Linked DNA regions of Macaca mulatta: region 2 is linked to region 1. Evidence: chromatin contacts called from public Hi-C data. All regions are on one chromosome and are shown on one strand. The core of a region is the stretch at or near the end of the contact, and the rest is flanking DNA. Distances in the headings are between cores, read along the strand shown. Region 1 has its middle 59 kb from the start of ANKEF1. Region 2 has its middle 54 kb from the start of ANKEF1.

Region 1 (2,700 bases), core at 141-2,640:
CTGGAATTTGGCAGTGGACAACCTGCACATCTGTACAGTGTAGCTGAAACCAACTTCAGGGTTGAAACCCTTCCATATTCAAGGTTCTAAGCCTGGGCTGAAATCTAGAGCCTTGTTACTCAAAGTGGTCCCTGAACCTGCAACATCAGCCATATTTGGGAGCTTTTTAGAAATGTAAATTGCTGCTCTCCTGCTGCCACTCCCCCCAATCCCTTTCTATTGGATTACAATCTCCAAGAACGGAGGCTATACCCAGGATTTCTCAGCTGTTATGTGCACTCAAATCACCTGGGAATCTTATTAAATGGAGATTCTGGCACAGGGGTTCTAAAGAGGTAGTGCTAAGCTTTTACTTCTTCAAGCAGTTCCCAGATGATGCTGATGCTGTGAGCCACACTTGGAATAACACAGCTTTAGATCAGTAAGTCTCAAACTTGAACCTGTATTCAAATCACCTGGAGAGCTTGTTAATACACAAATTGTTGGGCCCTACTCTAAGACTCTCTTATAATAGCCCTGCACCTTCACCTTTGCTTTCACCCCAAGAATAGAACAGTTTATTGCACATAGAAACAGGTTATCTATGAATAAATTGGTTAATTAATTATCTACCTTTGCTAACAGAGCTGGTTACCTCTTTCTCATGTGAACATGAGTACCTGCTGAGAGAGCGCTTCAGAGAGTCTGGAGTGGAGCCTGAAAATGTGCATTTCTAACAAGTTCTGAGCCCAGCATGGTGGCTCATGCCTGTAATCCCAGTGCTTTGGGAAGCCAAGGCAGGAATATCACTTGAGGCCAGGAGTTTGAGACCAGCCTGGGCAATATAGTGAGATCCCCATCTCTACAAAAACTTTTTAAAAGTTAGCCAGGCATTGTGGTGTGAGCCTGTTGTCCCATCTACATGGGAGGAAGATCCCTTCAGCTGAGAAGTTCGAGGCTGCAGTGAGCTATGATCTAACAATTTCTTAGGTGATGATGCGATGCTGAAGGTTTAGGGACACCTCTTTGAGAACCAGTGTTCTAGCCGATCAGAACTTCCTCTAAATAGACAACTAACTCCATGCTTTCTGGTGTTTCATTTTTATAAAGCCCGATTCAGTCCTTGAATTCTAGCATTTTAGAGCTGAAAGGGACTTCAGAGGCTACCTTGTCTCCAATGAAAGAAATGCGGATCAGGGGTCCTACTCAAGGCCATACAATTAGCCAAGAGGTAAAGTCAGGATTAAGCATCCTGACTCACTCCATTTCTATGCTGTTTACTCTGCATTCTGCTGGCTCCAAAGCTCAATAAATTCCCTGGCATTCAGCAACTGCAGTATTTTTGGTGAGCTCTCCATCCCAGGCCAGCATCGAGGTGCTAGAATCCCTGTCAGACACATATGTCATCCGCACAATCGTGGAGACGCAGTGGCCTCCTACCTAACAGCTCTGTGAAAGAGGGCTTTGGAAAAAAACAGCAGCTGTGCTGGCCACTGTAGCAGAGAGAAAATGCAGCAGCTAGCAAGCAAACCCAGACAAGGTGAGTCAGCATAGAGGCCCTGGGGCTAAGGAATACGCCAGGATACTGCCAACAACTGGCACCCAGATTCTCCTGAGCAAATCTGAGAAGGTCCTTCAACCTTTCTGTGCCTGAAAAGATGCTTTTCTTTAGGGAAAACAATACTCTCATTCAAGGGAATAAACACACAAGAGAGGATCAAAAATGTACTTGGGGTGGGAGTTGTATCAGTCATGTTGCATGACAAATCACCTAAAACTTAGTTGCTTTAAATGACAACCATGTATTCTTGCTCACAAGTCTCTGAGAAAAAGGAGAAATGTATAAGATCCCTTGAAGCCTAGACTTGGATCTGGCATATCATCACTTCCTCCATACTCTACAGGCCAAAGCAAGACCCAAGGTGTGCCCACTTCTTAATGAAAGGAACTGTAACTTTACAGTATAAGGATGTAGAGAGGCCAAAGGTTCGTGGCCATTTCTGCAATCTACGACAGAGAGATTTTCTTAGTTTAGGAAAGTCTGAGACCAAGATTCCAAAGCAAATGGTTTACTTGGAAAGGAAAGGAAATACTGGTAGGGGAGAGAAAAATTGAAACACAGAGAAGCAGCAGCCACTAACGGGTGCAAAGCCAAATCGGCTAGCACTCTGGGCAGTTGGAGTATAATTCCACTGGAGAACTCTGGAAGTTGGTGCAAGACACAGACCTCATCATTATCTTACCTAAAGGAGGACGCCAGAATGTTTATACATCAATCCATTATATGGTTTGGATCTGGGCCCCTGCCCAAAACTCATGTTGAATTGCAATCCCCAATGTTGGAGGTGGAGCCTGGTGGATTGTGATTGGATTGTGATGGTGGATTCCTCATGAATGGTTTAGCATCATCCCCTTGGTACTTCTCCCATGATAATGAGTGAGTTCTAATAAGATCTGGTTGTTTAAAAGTGTATAGCACCTCCCTTACCCCAACATTCTCTTGCTCCTGTTCTTGCCATGTGAGACATCTTATACTCTCTACCTCTTCTGCCATGATTGGAAACTTCCAGAGGCGTCCCCAGAAGCAGAAGCCACTATGTTTCCTGTATAGCCTGCAGAACTGTGAATCAATTAAGCCTCTTTTCTTTACAAATTACCCAGTCTCAGGTATTTCGCAATGCACGAACAGACTAATACAATCCATATCAGTCATTTACTGAG
Region 2 (2,700 bases), core at 73-2,572, 110 kb before region 1:
CCCCCCATGGGATCTGCCTCAGGTTGGGATCTGCCTGAGGTTAGACCTTGCCTGAGACCACATCCTTGCAATCCTTCCTCATCTCTTTTAATCCCCTTGGGGGTTTACCCTGAAGAGTGATTTCTCAGTACATCACACAGACACAGGGATCCCTGTCCTAGGCTCTGCTTTGAGCCTGCACTTCATGTGCTGTGATTCGATAATCTCTGTACTAATTCCATCTTCCCTTCCCTGGTTTTTCAAACATTTCACATCCCTTACTGTGTGTGCATCATTGCCTTAATATAGCCCAACATCACGAAGCTGTAGGTAAGACTATTCATGCTCACTTTAATTATTTCTTTAGAAGTCATTCTGGATCTGAAGATCATTACACACAACTTCAAAACCATCTTGACTCATATTTCATCCAGTCAGTTTCACAATTCAGCAAAAGTAGGAATAAAACAGAATTTCCATGCCTTCTCCAATAAGGATCTTTAAATAAATAACATATTCATAAAACTCTCCCAAGATTCCACTGCATACAAATACCAAGTACAACTTGTAGTTGTACTTAAAAAAAGAGTAGTTGCATTTAAAAAAAAGAAGCTAACATCAACTCATAACTCTAGCATGTCTATTCCTGAAAGCAGAAACAGTACTTGAGGTTAAGGAAATAAAACAGAATTAGGTTAGTTAGTTAGCTTGTGTTATTAAAGTTAACTTTAGATACCTCCTGAGATGAATCACTTAGTCACCCTCTACTGACACAATTTGTTATTTTGAAGAAGAGAGAGTTTAGGAGCTAAGAAATGGTTTATTTTAAAATGTCTTTTTAAGAGTGGTGAGCTAACCATAAAACTGCTGTACAACAAAGATGCTCATTAAGATAACAACGGTAGGGTGATAAATGCCAAACTGTAAGCTGCATCCTCTGTATCTGTATATGAGTCGTTAGGAAAATCCTCCTGACAGCAAATCAACAGAATAGGCAATAGGTGGTGCTATTGCTATGTGTAATGCCCAGCAAAAGACACGATGCCGCATAGGGGGAAAATATTTGCCAGAAAGAGCACAAGACAAACACATTTCCCTAACTTCTGAATTCTCCAAAAGGTGGCAGTGTCATTTCTTTGTCTCTCTTGTCTGAGCTCCACCACTTATCACTGTCTTGTTGAACTGAAGTGCTCAATTTTTGTGTTCTAGGCCAAAGCTATGGCCAACATGTCGTTTTTATATGAAGGTTGCAAGGATTCAATAGATCTCTCATATTGCTCAGCTGATCCTAAAAGACATCCACATGCAGAGGAGATAAATACACCCACTGGAATAGGAGTCTTTGCAAATAGAGGATATTCAGAAGCTCCTCAGAATACATTTGATTTCCATAACATTTGGTAGAATTATTCCACAGTTATCTTTTGGGGGTGGGGGGAAGAGAACTATTTGGAAATAGTTCTTGAAGTTTGTTACATGATCTGGCTCTGTGTCCCCACTCAAATCTCATCTTGAACTGTAATCCTAATTGTAATCCCCACATGTTGGGGGAGGGACCTTGTGGGAGGGAGATTATGGAGGCAGTCCCCTCATGCTGTTCTGGTGATAATGAGCAAGTTCTCACAAGATCTGATGGTTTTATAAGGGGCTTTTCTCCCTGTCACTCTGCACTTCTCTCTCCTGCCACCATGTGAGGAAGAACATGTTTGCTTCCCCTTCCACCATGATTGTAAGTTTTCTGAGGCCTCCCCATTCATGTGGAACTGTGAGTCAATTAAACCTCTTTTCTTTATATAATTACCCAGTCTCAGGTATTTCTTCATAGCAGCATGAAAATGGACTAATACAGTTTATAAAATAAAAAGATAATTTGCAATAAACTTCCATAAAATTAAAAATAGTTTTCAAAAGAAGCATTAGCTATGGTACAGGAAAAAGCAGCAATATGAATAGTTAATAAATAGCAAAGTCTCTTTAAAGTACTGCTTTAGCCGGGCGCGGTGGCTCAAGCCTGTAATCCCAGCACTTTGGGAGGCCGAGACGGGCGGATCACGAGTTCAGGAGATCGAGACCATCCTGGCTAACACGGTGAAACCCCGTCTCTACTAAAATACAAAAAAAAATTAGCCGGGCGAGGTGGCGGGCGCCTGTACTCCCAGCTACTCGGGAGGCTGAGGCAGGAGAATGGCGTGAACCCGGGAGGCGGGGCTTGCAGTGAGCTGAGATCCGGCCACTGCACTCCAGCCTGGGCAACAGAGCTAGACTCCATCTCAAAAAAATAAATAAATAAATAAAAAATAAAGTACTGCTTTAGGCATGGAGAATGGATTTGTTTCTTTTTTTATCTGTGATGGTATTTATCATCCTAGTGTTAGTTTAGTCAAATCAGTCTTCATGGTTTGGAAAGATGTCCAGTTGTGAAGAGGAAGTCACCTTGGGATTAAAATTTGACACAAATTATCAACCAAATTAAGAATATTTTACCATATTTGACATGAATTTTCAGACTGATTTGTGGAGATAAATTGTTTCTGATTCCAGTGGACATACAAGAAGATACCAGCCTCTTCAAACTAATTCATTAAGTATCTTCAATTATTGCTACCCCTCGAAGAGTTGCAAACAAAGAAAAAGAAGTTGCATTGTACAGTAAAGTGAGAAATAAGGAGCAACAAAAATGATGCCTCAGCTGGGCATGGTACTCACACCTCTAATCCCAGC

What was found. A called contact is a pair of places that touch in the nucleus more often than the background predicts.
Region 2: a contact with region 1 is called in a Hi-C map of cortical neurons, with 7 times the contacts expected there. The contact joins two enhancer-like sites. A contact is called at or near these places in 4 of 14 Hi-C or Micro-C datasets (cortical neurons, fibroblasts, liver and 1 more).

The regions. Positions count from the first base shown.
Region 1 is chr10:73,930,926-73,933,625 of T2T-MMU8v2.0, reverse strand. No RefSeq gene overlaps it. Among named protein-coding and RNA genes, the nearest start is that of ANKEF1, 59 kb to the left of the region's middle. Within about 2 kb of position 1,390, at least 4 of the 40 cell types and tissues checked have an H3K27ac peak or open chromatin away from gene starts, as enhancers often do.
Region 2 is chr10:74,044,578-74,047,277 of T2T-MMU8v2.0, reverse strand. No RefSeq gene overlaps it. Among named protein-coding and RNA genes, the nearest start is that of ANKEF1, 54 kb to the right of the region's middle. Within about 2 kb of position 1,322, at least 3 of the 40 cell types and tissues checked have an H3K27ac peak or open chromatin away from gene starts, as enhancers often do.